Regions from separate parts of the Hordeum vulgare genome. Here regions 1, 3 and 4 are each linked to region 2. The links are chromatin contacts, called in public Hi-C maps. All regions are on one chromosome and are shown on one strand. Each heading gives the region's core, a stretch centred on a gene start, on an enhancer-like site or on the middle of the called end of the contact. The rest is flanking DNA. Distances are from core to core; before and after follow the strand shown.

Region 1 (2,964 bases), core at 124-2,623, 300 kb before region 2:
TATGGCACAGTGAGTGCTTTGGGCACAACTAAGCTTATCTGGTATAGGCTATCCAAAGTCAATGAATGAATCTCAACCCAGCGCGGCTCTCGTGTTGATGTTCTTTGCAATCTCTTCAACTGCTTCAAGATGCTTAACAATGAAAGCTGCCAAGATACCTTTGATCGCCTCACTGACATTTCAAATGAACTGCAAGCACTGGGAGTTCGAGACATCACTCACCATGAAGTTGTGAAGAAACTGCTAAGATCTCTTGATCCATCATTTGATACACTGGTTCTCATGATTCAAGAAAGAGGAGACTATAAGATGCTTGATCCTGCTGATATACTTGAAAGACTCAATACCCATGAATTCCAACACGAAGAAAAGAGAGATCTGTATGGACCAAGCTACTCAAGACCTCGTGCATTGAAGGCTAAAACAATTTCCTCATTTGAAGAAGAAGACTCGGATTGCAGCATTGGTGACCCTGAAGAACTTGGACAGGAGTTTGCAATGCTCGTGAGGAAATTTCAGAAGTTTACAAAGCGTGGCCAATTTGGTAAATCTTCAATAAAAGATATGAGGAAATCAAAATCTTCATATGAGGACTACAAGAAAAGAACCTGTCACAAATGTAAGAAATCTGATCACTACATAGCTGACTGTCCTCGTTGGATGAAAGAATCAAATAAAAAGAAATACAAGGATGAAAGTTCTGATGACTCGAAAAAAGAACAAATCTTCAAAATCCTCATCCTCAACTTTTTTTTTTAAATTTGATGAACTCCTTTTAAATTCGATGAACTATTTTTCAAAACCTGTGAGTTTTTTTTTCAAATTTGATGAACTCGTTTCAAATATGATGGCCTTTTTTCCAAAATCAATGAACTTTTTTCAAAATTGATAAACTTTTTTCAAAATTCGTTCAATGTTTTTCAAAATCGTGTTTTTTTCCAAAATTGATAAACTTTTTTTAAATTCAGCGATTTTTTTAAAATTCGATGAACTTTTCTAAAATTTGAATGAGCTATTTTAAAATTCGTGAACCATTTTAGAATTTTTTTCGATTTTTTATGTTTTTTTTCTGGTTTTCCAAAGTCAACCGTTCAAACGGCGACCACACGGAGCGGGGAGCGTTAGGAGTGGGGGGCGCGTCGCTCCACTGGGCCGGCCTAAATCTGAGGTACTGCGGGCACCAGTTCTTTATCGGGCGCCTGCAGCGCCGATTAAGGGCTCCCAGGCCATTCAGGCCCGTCAAACGTACTGTGTTTTGCAGGCCTCAGGAGGCTTTCGTTAACCAGGGCACCAGGCCGGGCCAAGCCTTCTCCAAGTTGTCAGCTTGGTCCAGTCCAACGCGAGACAGGTCAGGTGATGCAAAAACGCTACGGCGAGCTGGCCGCCTTTGCCCCTCTTCTTCCTTCCCCAATATACCGATCCCTAAAACCCACCGCGCCGCCGCCGCCGCCGCCGCCGCCGAACCCCTCCTCATCCTCCCATGTCCCGCCACCCCGCTCGGCACTTCCTCCCGTTGCTTCGCCGCCGCCACCTCCACCGTTCGGTCCATCTCCCCTACACATCCGTGCCCATTCCCCCGGACGCGATCCCCTCCACCTCCATCCCGTCGTCCCCGTCCCCGCCGCCGTTTCATCCCGCGCCCTGGCCGCAGTGGTGTCCCCCCAGCTCCACGCCCTTCCCGCCTTTCACGGCTTCCCACCTCCGCGCGGCCGTTTCCTCCCTCGCCGCCTCTCTTCTGGCTCTGCCGGAGGCGGATCCCGACCCCCTGCCCGCCCTCCACGCCCACTCATTCCCCACCCTCCTCGCGGTCTCGCCGCTCGCCTCCCTCGAGCTCCTTCCCCTCCTCCGCCTCAAGCCCCATGTCGGCCTCGCGGTCTTTTCGTTTCGCCGCACGCTTTCGCCGCCGCCCACGCTCCCCGAGTTTGTCGTCGCCATCTCGCTTGCCAGCCGCGCCCGCGACCCCACCGCCGCGGCCAACATCTTCACCGATGCCTCCAGCGCCTACTGCCCCGACCAGGCACTCTACAATGCCCTCATGTCCGCCTACATGCACAGTGGCCTTGTGAATTGCTGCGTCGAGGCCTTCCACGCCCTGCAGCGTGATCCACGGTGTGGCCCGCCCAATGCGGACTCCTACAACATCCTCATCGCTCTCTTCGGTCGCTCCCTCCTGGTCGACCACATGGAGGCCACTCTCCAGTCGCTGGATGTCTCCGGACAGCCCCGTACAATTGGCACCTATAACGCAATCATCGCTGGCTATCTCACGGCATGGATGTGGGACAAAATGGAAGCAGTGTTCCATGAAATGATTGCAGGTGGAGTTGGTCCAGACACCACTACGCATTTGTTGATGTTAAGAGGTTACGCACATGCTGGGAAGATTTATAAGATGGAGCTGGCTTATGAGCGTGCTCGTGAGCATGCTGGCGAGGTTGATATGGTGCATATACGTGCAATGCTATGTGCTTATTGCAAGTTTGCACATGTAGATAGGATTCAAAAGATCGAGGAGCTGCTTCTGAAGTTGCGTCCTGAGGATTATAGGCCCTGGCTCAATGTGTTGTTAATTAGGGTGTATGCAGTGGAGGGTTTGGTCGAGGGGATGGAAAGAAGGATCGCTGAAGCATTGGAACACAATACCACAGTCACCACAACACAGGTGATGCGGTCCATCATAACCAACTATTTCCAGTGTGACGCTGTGGACAGACTCGCACACTTCGTCCGGCAGGCTGAAGGGGCTGGATGGAAACTGTGCCGGAGTTTATACCACTGCAAGATGGTGATGTATGGGAAGAACCATCGACTGTCAGAGATGCATGGGGTGTTGGATGAAATGGAGTATTTTAGGTTTGACCGGACAAAGAAGACCTTCTGGATTATGCACAAAGCATATTCAAGTTGCGGAAGAAGATCCGAGGCCGATACGATACTTGGCTTGATGTGGAAGTACGGTTTTGG
Region 2 (2,942 bases), core at 417-2,916:
CGCCGCTCCGACTCGGTCCGCTCCTTGCCGCCGAACATGGCGTTGAGCAGGATGTTGCCGTGTATCTTGATCCCCTCCTCCGCGGCGCGGACGGCCACGTGGTGGGCGATGTTGCCGCCGGAGCTGTCGCCGGCGAGGAACACGCGGGGCTGCGCGTCCTCGCCGCTCCGCAGGAACGGCTGCGCCTGCGCCCACTTGAGCGCCGTCCACCCGTCGTCGTACGCGCACGGGTACCGGTGCTCCGGGGCGCGCCGGTAGTTCACGGACACCACCACGCCCTTGCTCAGCTTCACCAACTGGCGGCAGAGGTTGTCGTAGATGGTGGTGCTGGACGCCGAGTGGGCGAAGCTGCCGCCGTGGAAGAATATGATCACCGGCAGCGGGTCCGGGGACGGCGCCCCGCTCAGGAACTCGAGGATGGGCAGGGTGAGCGCGGCGGCGCCCTCTGCGGCCGCGGCGTTGCCGGCGACGGCGCGGTAGATGCGCGCCTCGAGGCCGACGGAGTGGTCGATGACGTGGTCGAAGGAGGAGACGCCCTCCACCGGCTTGGGGTTGGCGGGCACCCGGCGGTCCATGTACTCGGCGAGGTCGCGCTCGAAGGTGCCGTCTGGGCGGCGGAGCATGTGGTACGACACCTTGAAGTTGGAGATGAGCACCCATGTGTGGAGCGGCACAACCGTCTGCACAGCACGACAGACCCAGCAGCAACAGTGTGAGAGTGAGACCACCACACCAGCAAATGGAAAACACAATCACACACACCTCGCAACGAAACCAAACCCAAACCAAAAACCAAACCAAACGAAACGAGGAGCTGTTTTGCGCTCGGACAGGAGCGCAATGCGAGGCGCCATGTTTCGGCCGCGTCTTGCTAGAAAAGATGCAAGCTTTGCGCGGGCGCTCTGCGGCAAAGGCGCGCGCGCACACGGATGGAGGGATGGATGGATGCGGATGAATGATTTGTTGCTTGTTGGGTAGCTGTATTAGTATCGGCCCCCGCCTAAAACAACGGAGGCAGGCGAGAGGGGAATAAAATTGGGATCGAGCCCAAAGGGGAAACAAAGGCAGCGACGGAGCGAGAGAGAAATCCCCCTTCCCTCCCACCGTAAAGCGGCGAGGCGGGGCGGGGGCACAAATCAAGAATCGCGCGGCGGCGCCCACACGGAAGAAGAAGGCCCGGAAACGAGAACCCAAACACAAACGCAAGGACGGACACACATGCGCCGCTGGCGCCCCGAAACAGGCGCCAAACAAAGGAGGAGGAGGAGGAGGATGGAAACGGACGGACCTTGCACTCGTTTCGGTTGACCTCGTCGCTGCCGGCCATGTCGGCGCTGCCTCCTGTCGGCTCTCTGCTCTCGGCTCTCGGCTGCTAGGAGCAAGATCTCCCCGGGGGAACGAAGGATGCCGCTGGCTGGCTGCTTGGCTCACGGCATGGAGCCCCCAAGAAGCGCGAGGAGGATCCCGCCCACCGAGTCCGGCAGGGGCCCAGCCGCCGGCGATCCGAATCCCCCTCCCTAGCGGGCACCTCGAGCCAGGAGAAGGCAGCCAACAGTGGTGCGAGGGAGTAGGAGGCTCGAAAGGTCGAGAGGGCTCGCTGGTGAGGCGAGTTGTGGCGTGAAGCACAGGGAGACGGATGCAAGGGGGGTGCGGGGCAATGGAAATAGGGGGAGTGGGGAGGGGGAGGGGAGGGGAGGGGAGCGGACGGGGGAGACGACAAAACCGGGCGGCTCAAAAAGTAAAACTTGTGTGTGCGGGGCCCTCACCCCCACTTGCCTAGCCAAGCTGCCATGCCAATATGGTTATTTTTTCTTCTCTCTCTCTCTCTTCTCTCTCCTGGTCTCTTTGTTTTGTTTATTGTTTTGGACGGTCTCGGGGCGCTTGGATGGATGCCTGCCTCTGAGAATTGAGAGCTCCCTCTTTTCTTTTTCTCCTCCGTCCCATCTTTATTTTGCGTTTTTTGGCACTTCTCTTTTAGACGCGGCAGAGAAGAAGTGGACGAACTGTTAGGTGCACCACATCATGGACGGCTCTCATGGACGTACCCTACGTGCATCTTGTGTTCCCCGCATCTTCAAGCTCACAAGATGTTAGCTAAAATTAAGCAAACTCGGCTTAATTTTGTCCAACCTTGTCCATCTCCCGGCTTGATTTTCAAGTCCCAAGTGCAGCATCTTGGCCCCGATCTAGCCCCGCTGCCGGCCTTGACGCGGCTACTTGGGATTTTTCAACGGTTTTCCGGCTCCGTTTTCCGCTCGCACATTCATATTAGACCGAACGCGTAAAGGTCAGCGTAGCATGTACGTTCTGGAGCGCTACGTTACCCCCTGATGGATGGATGGATGGATGCGGGGGGAAGAAAGCACCGTCTTGACATTTTGCCAAAGTACAAGGAATCTAACCACCGGGTTTCCTGCTGAGAGAACGGGTTTATTTATAGTGTATACAACAATAATGGCGCGACAAACAACAATCACAAGGTGTGGGCCGGCCATTCCCTGATCTTGATTTTTCATCTGTCTAAAGCATCTATACTGCTACTATCCCGGTACACCACCGCTATACTGCTAATTAAAATTGTGGTGCTGCCCTGTATTCGTTTCACATGGCCGCGGGCCGCCACGTCCAATATTCAACTCCTCCTGCCGGCCCGGCCGGCAGCGGCGCCGGCGTTCCTCGTCCACCGTCCGTCACCACCGGTACGTGGCGGCCTCTTCTCCGTTTTCGCTCGGCCAATGGTCGCACCCGCCATGGATTACAAGTAGTAGCAGCAGCAGCTTAACCGCGTTCAGCCATGGACTGACGACCGGCGCTAATGTAGGTCGTCGTCCCCCATGTCAATGCGCCAATCGCTGGATTAGTTAAACCCAATGGCTGCCAGTTGCCGTTGGTGAGTTTGCTTTGGGGGATACAACTCCTGGAAAGTGGACTGGTGGTACGTA
Region 3 (3,138 bases), core at 399-2,898, 360 kb after region 2:
TTATTTAAAAAAGTCTATATGCATCACTTTCACATACAATGAATGGAACACAAATTAAGATCGTACTTATCAGTTCAATATTAACGTTCATGACTATCACACAAATAGTTCGAACATTTTTAAAATAAACCATCATGTACTTATAATGTTCATGAATTATAAGTGTATGTACATCACAAAATTGCTTATATATTCACTACAAAAAGATAGTATAGTCCAATGGTAAGTATACATAGATTTCACAAAAATAAGGTATATACGTACGGTCCTAGATGGCGCCACATGTATAAAGAGAGAATCTCATACAAATATAGCAAGACCAAGGACTATATTTTTTCCATTCGCTCGCTCCTTGCCAACCAACACCGGTACGAAATAAAGACGAACCGCGTATCATCTATTAAGTTGCATCCTAGATTGCATTTTAAAAATAATGAACATGTAAAATAACGCCATATTCAAATTCTACACATTTTTCTAATCAAATTTCATATATAACATGTTAAAATTAGAGTTACAGTTTAAGAAATATGTTTATTTAAATATATATTAATTCTTAATAGATGCGGGATGATTAACACATATATTAGGGGGTTTTGCGTAAAATATAAAAAAAGTTCGCCCCGAGTTATAGAAGAATTGCATGTTAATTATTTGAAAAGACAGGGACATTTTTATAAAAACACCATAACGTACATCCATAAGTAGTATCTGTTTTATTATTAAGTAGAGAATTGGTCACAACTAGGCTGATTAATAATAATCGATCTAGCTAAGGCCGATTAGTGACAAATATTAGGTAGAGAATTGATCAAGGCTAGGCTGATTCTCCCTTAATAATAAAGCGCGCAGCGCTTCTGTCGTACGTCGTCGGCTTTTTTGTAAAAACACCCCTTGCTTTTCCGGTATTCAACCCGTAGTACGTTTTAAGTCAAAAAACGAATCGTTTTTTGCATTTTTTAGAAACCCCCCTGATGTTTCAGGTAATCAACCCGCAGTCCGGATTTAAGTCAGAAAACGAATCATCTTTCTTTCATTTGTCCGAAAACCCCTGATATTTTAGGTAATCACCCCGCCCTCCGTATTTTAACAAAAAACCCTAACTTTTCAGTTAATAAATCCACATTTTATCTAAAATAAAATTGTCCATATCTTTTAAACCGTAACTCCGATTTTAACATGTTATATATGAAATTTGATTAAAAAATATGTAGAATCTAAATAGGATGTTATTTTTAGCTGTTGAATACTTCTTAAATATTATTTTTGCTGCAAACTTAATCTGTGGTGCACGGTCTTTTTTTCTCTCTCTTTTCAACGACGATACGAATTGCAATAAACATCCATTAAATTAAACCAAATTGAGAGGAAAGAAAACATGTTAACAACACATGCACACCTTTAGAAAACCTCGTGGGGAGAAACAACATATTTCTCATCTTATTCCGAGTGACTGTATATTCAAACGCGTTTTTATTGTGTGAGCACTAAAGCCATCATCGGCAACACAAATATAATGTCATATGAAAATATATTGCGTTCAGAGCGTATGTTATTTTCTCTTCTGTTGCAACGCACGGGCGAGCAACGCAGCCGGAGTCATACGGCCACCGACCGGCCCGTTCTTGTAAATGGGTCGGCGGTTGGCAAGCGGTGGTTGTCAGCTAGTGGGACCGACTCGAGAAAACGGGTGGCAAAAATCTCCTCGCCGCAGAGCACGGCGGAGAGAAGCAGCCCCCAACTCTCAAGCGTCCAGTGAGCGACGACGGGAGAATCGCCGCGAGCTCGATTCCGCCGCTCCGGTTCGATTCATTTCTGCGGCCACCTGCTCGTCCTCCCTCCTCCCGATCAAACCAGTCCCTCTCCGTCCCTGCTCGGTTAGCCCCGTCCATCGAGTTCCTTTGTTGTTTCTGTCTGAGTGACTGGGCTTAGGAATTATGAGATGTGGTAGCGCTACGGGAGAAGCGCGAGACGAGGATAGGTAGTAGGTTAGCACCCGCAGCTCCTGCTATGCTAAGCCGCCGCCAGTGTTTGTGCGATGTTGCCGGCGTAGTCATCGCTGACCGCAGCATCTCGCTGCCGCCTGTTGATGTACTTGTTGTGGCGTGTCACGTTCTTCTCCTTAATCTGTTGTATGCTTAGCTGAAGAAACGTGCAGTTTTTTTCCCTTAGTATTTTGGTCTGACGGCTTCAACAATTTCCTTTTACCCTTTTTTGTAGCTTAGAGTGCTTGAGTTTATGTTGAAGTTTGCTGATTTTGCACTATCGAAATTGGTAGGAGTAGCTGAGAGCTGCCTGAAATAAGGGAAATACTCCCTCCGTTGACAAATATAAGATGTTCTAACTTTTTTGTGAATCGGATGTATATAGACATGTTTTATCACTCATTTCAGTCCATAAGTAGTCCATAACTCAATATTGAAATATCCAAAACATCTTATATTTGTGAACGGAGGGAGCACTATGGAGGCAATGCAAGATTCATTGTCTGTTCTTGGTCCCTGTGTGATAACTTTTACCAAGCAGAGAACATGTACGTGCAGAATACATTATGTGATAAAACCCGTGGTATCATGCTCAGTTGCTTTGGCTACAACTTTCAGCTCTGAATATCTCCTTCATAGGACATTGCTAAACTGAGCCTTCCAAGTTGTGTAATGCTGAGCTGAGTTCTTTGTAAATTTAATTCGATTTGTTGGACAATTAAGTACCTCCTTTCTTAAAAGGGGATAATTAAACTATTGTAGGGAGCGAGCACATGTTCTTTGGGTTGGTGTTAGTTGGGGTTTGTATATTCAGTTACTTGTAGCACATTGAATAATCATGGTAAACATATCTTGCTCTTGTCAAGCATATAACTCTTATGCAGTGTATGATTTTACCTACTCACTCATTCTCATAATTCTTTTTTTTGGGAACTTCTTCAGTCTCCAGAAACAAGCTTTGGAGTCTACATTTCGATGAGCATTTGGAAGGAGAATTGATATACATATAGCAGTTGAAAACGATGGGTTATGGCATGAGTAGGCTGCATGAGGGATACAGTGAACATGAAGGGCAGAATAGTGATGGATCTAGTTCAGTCGAAGTGAATAATGACTTCTCAAAATTAAATAATGATATTTTCCACATGACTCG
Region 4 (2,882 bases), core at 194-2,693, 380 kb before region 2:
TATTTTTGGCGGGATTGCTTTCAATTGAATTGCAGGGGCTCATACATCAAATATTGCATGTCACCGCACTAGTATAGCCTACTACAAGAAAAAAAAAACTCTAGCATGGTAGTCTAGTGGTTTTTCACATAATTACTTCATTACAGCTACAAAGTTGTGCTCCGGCATGTCTTTCGTGATAAGTTTAAGCCAAACAAAATATAATTAATGCATAAATCTTGAAGAACACTCAAGACAAATCAACCGTGACAGCATATGCCTGAGGAACTCTACTCAAAAAATAAAAAATGTAGCGGTTGCACTAGTCCTTAACTCGACAAATTCAATGAAGGAAGCTGGAAATAGTGATCCAACGACCTGCCTTATCGAAGAACTACAACTAAGTCAGGGGATGAAGACTGTACAAACATTTCAAGTATTCAATTGTGTATCCTAATAATAACAATGGGTCTTGTACAAACTTATATTCAGCAACTAACAAGGGGCAAATGTAGCTTACTTGCCGCACTGCTGGCAGTAGCGCTTCTGGACGCCATCGAGCATGACGGCAGACGCGTGCGCGCAACGCAGACACACCCGGTGCCGCTTGTGGTACCCTTTCAGCTCCCGTATATCCGCCTCACAGCCCGGCACTTGGCACCTCATTTCTGCTGCTCCCCCACGGGCAGCCACTCCACTGCCACTGCCACCACCACCAGTTTTGACTACCGCCCCGCTGCTACCCCGGCTGGCGGCCTTGGGCTTCTTCCTCGGACCGGCAAGCACCTCCGCGGCAACCTCCTCGACCTCCGCGGCGGCCGCCATCTCATCCAACTCGGGGCACGCACAGGGCACAATCCCCGCGAGGTAGTTAGGGCACACCAGCCGCGGGTCGCGCTTTCTGACGCCGCGTCTGCTTGCCCCGGCCTCAACAGATGGAGACGGTGGCGCAGGCGCCGGCTCCACTGGCTGCGGCGGAGGCGGGGCAGGGAGCAGCGCCGTCTCGGTGGTGGGATCGCCCTCGATCCCGAGTGGGTCATCCCACGGGAGGAGCAGGGAATCGTCATCCGGGATGGCGAAGTCGAGGAGGTTGTCCCAGTCCCAGACGGGTTCCCCCGCATCGGCCGCCGCGCCGCCCCCGCCGGAGTCGGAGGCGTCCATTTCCTGGGAACTGGAAACCGCGACCACGAGCCAAGCCCTAGCCCCAAAAACCCGGCGCGCGCGCGCGACCCAATCGGCTCTCGCTACGCTGGGTCTCGTTCGCGGTTCCGCGGAGGCGTCGGGCGTGGTGGGGAGGGGGGAGAAGGCGGCCGGCGACGCGACGAGGGCGGGCGAATTGGTCGTCTCGTCGCGGGAGGAGGAAGGAAAGGCTTTGGTAATGGTAGGTGAGCGGCGTAGGGCGGCCGGGGCCAGTCGCGCTACTGCTGGCGCGTGGGCCCTCGAGTTCGGCGTGCCGCGTGCGGTTGGTGACGGCGTGACGCCGTGACGGAGAGCAGGTGCTGCTGGCGCAGTGCGGGTGTTTGGCGAGTGGGCGAATCTTCAAGCCACAGCGACGGAGGCGTGGGTCCTACCGTGTCAGCGAGCGGGGAGGGGTCGACACGCACGCGCTGACCCCCGTCCTGTTGCTGCCGTCGCGCGACGGCGGATACGACAGCGACCGCCGGCCATTGGATCGGTATCTGGGCGGTGGGGATCGGATTGGGACGCGGGCGGACGGGAGGGGTTGTGCCGATATGGTCTCATCGTGTCGACACGGTCTTCCTTTTTTTTTCGAGAAACAGTCTGCTTTTTTGTTGGATGGATGGACGCTGGAATGTCTTCCGTTTTGAGAGTGTTTTTTTCCCGTTACCCGAGTTTTTTCCTTTTATAAAAGGGAAAGAACCATCATGAGAGTGCCTTTTAAAAAGAAAAAGAAAAACTATCGTGAGAGTTGACATTTTCTTTTTTTTTAGGGGAACGTGAGAGTTGACATTGGGCTTCGTGTTATTAGTGTTTACTACATTCACGGATAAGGCACAAGCTTCATCGTTTTTCTAGTCCGAGCGCTGACAAGTGCACAGGAACGGAATATTAGGGCGTGCTCATGCCAAAATTCATTTCTGAACCCAAACTCATCTAAAATTAAAATAAATATTAAAGTTTTAAAAATGTAACTTTTTATAGATAATTTGATGTGTGAAGTTTATTTTAATTTTCGAATCATTTGGACATCTGAACAGCTCTTGGCAAAAAAGATAAATTCGAGGTCATTAAAAAAGTGTATTTGTTTTGACCCGATTTGTTTATTTTGCTGAGAGCTGCTAATTTGTTCAAATGATACAAATATTGGAGCGAACCTCACGTATCAAATTATCTATCACTCGAAAAAAAATGATTTTTTTTTTATTTTTAATATTTATTTTGAATTTTTTACCATATGAGTTTGAGCACCGAAACGTAGTACTCATGCGCATGTACGATCTCAAGTACTTAGAGCAACTCCAACCGGGCAACCCATTTCGTTCGCGTGTTACGTTTCGGTCTCGGTGCACAGAAAACACGGCCCAACGCGACGACCCAAATTTAAGTCGCATTTGCGTCGACGTGGACACGAAGCGGACACGCGCCTCGCCCGTGTGCTCATTCCCCTTGCCCGCGTGTCGATGACACAGTCTCGCCTTTTTTATCCCCTTCCCCCACCCGTCACCCGCAAGTGCACAAATCCTAGGACAGCGTCCATTTTCCCGGCCACCTTGCTCTCCAACCGCCTCCCTCCTTCACCCAGCAACACATCCACCTGTGGGGTACCTCCTTCGTCCCAGTGTAGGACGTCGAGTGGTGGATCTACGGCGGCAGCGGCGAGATTTGGCGCATCCTGCCGCGGGATTTGGCGCATCCTGTCGGTGGGATTTGGCGAATGCGGC

The links. A called contact is a pair of places that touch in the nucleus more often than the background predicts.
Region 1: a Hi-C map of leaf shows a contact between it and region 2, with 7 times the contacts expected there. The contact joins the promoter of LOC123441379 here to the promoter of LOC123441390 in region 2. A contact is called at or near these places in 4 of 6 Hi-C or Micro-C datasets (leaf and seedling) and 1 of 1 datasets of contacts at active chromatin or transcription factors (embryo).
Region 3: a Hi-C map of seedling shows a contact between it and region 2, with 7 times the contacts expected there. The contact joins the promoter of LOC123441401 here to the promoter of LOC123441390 in region 2. A contact is called at or near these places in 3 of 6 Hi-C or Micro-C datasets (leaf and seedling) and 1 of 1 datasets of contacts at active chromatin or transcription factors (embryo).
Region 4: a Hi-C map of seedling shows a contact between it and region 2, with 9 times the contacts expected there. The contact joins the promoter of LOC123441369 here to the promoter of LOC123441390 in region 2. A contact is called at or near these places in 1 of 6 Hi-C or Micro-C datasets (seedling) and 1 of 1 datasets of contacts at active chromatin or transcription factors (embryo).

The regions. Positions count from the first base shown.
Region 1 is chr1H:414,780,393-414,783,356 of MorexV3_pseudomolecules_assembly, forward strand. LOC123441379 (pentatricopeptide repeat-containing protein At2g30780-like) reads left to right here and starts at 1,374. Exons shown (of 2, transcript XM_045117844.1): 1 at 1,374-2,740; 2 at 2,742-2,888. The coding sequence starts at 1,481. The coding sequence ends at 2,789.
Region 2 is chr1H:415,084,266-415,087,207 of MorexV3_pseudomolecules_assembly, forward strand. LOC123441390 (gibberellin receptor GID1-like) reads right to left here and starts at 1,667. Exons shown (of 2, transcript XM_045117851.1): 1 at 1,289-1,667; 2 at 1-680. The coding sequence starts at 1,327.
Region 3 is chr1H:415,439,399-415,442,536 of MorexV3_pseudomolecules_assembly, forward strand. LOC123441401 (LEC14B protein-like) reads left to right here and starts at 1,649. Exons shown (of 12, transcript XM_045117856.1): 1 at 1,649-1,877; 2 at 2,928-3,138. The coding sequence starts at 3,008.
Region 4 is chr1H:414,707,844-414,710,725 of MorexV3_pseudomolecules_assembly, forward strand. LOC123441369 (squamosa promoter-binding-like protein 9) reads right to left here and starts at 1,444. Exons shown (of 10, transcript XM_045117839.1): 1 at 500-1,444. The coding sequence starts at 1,140.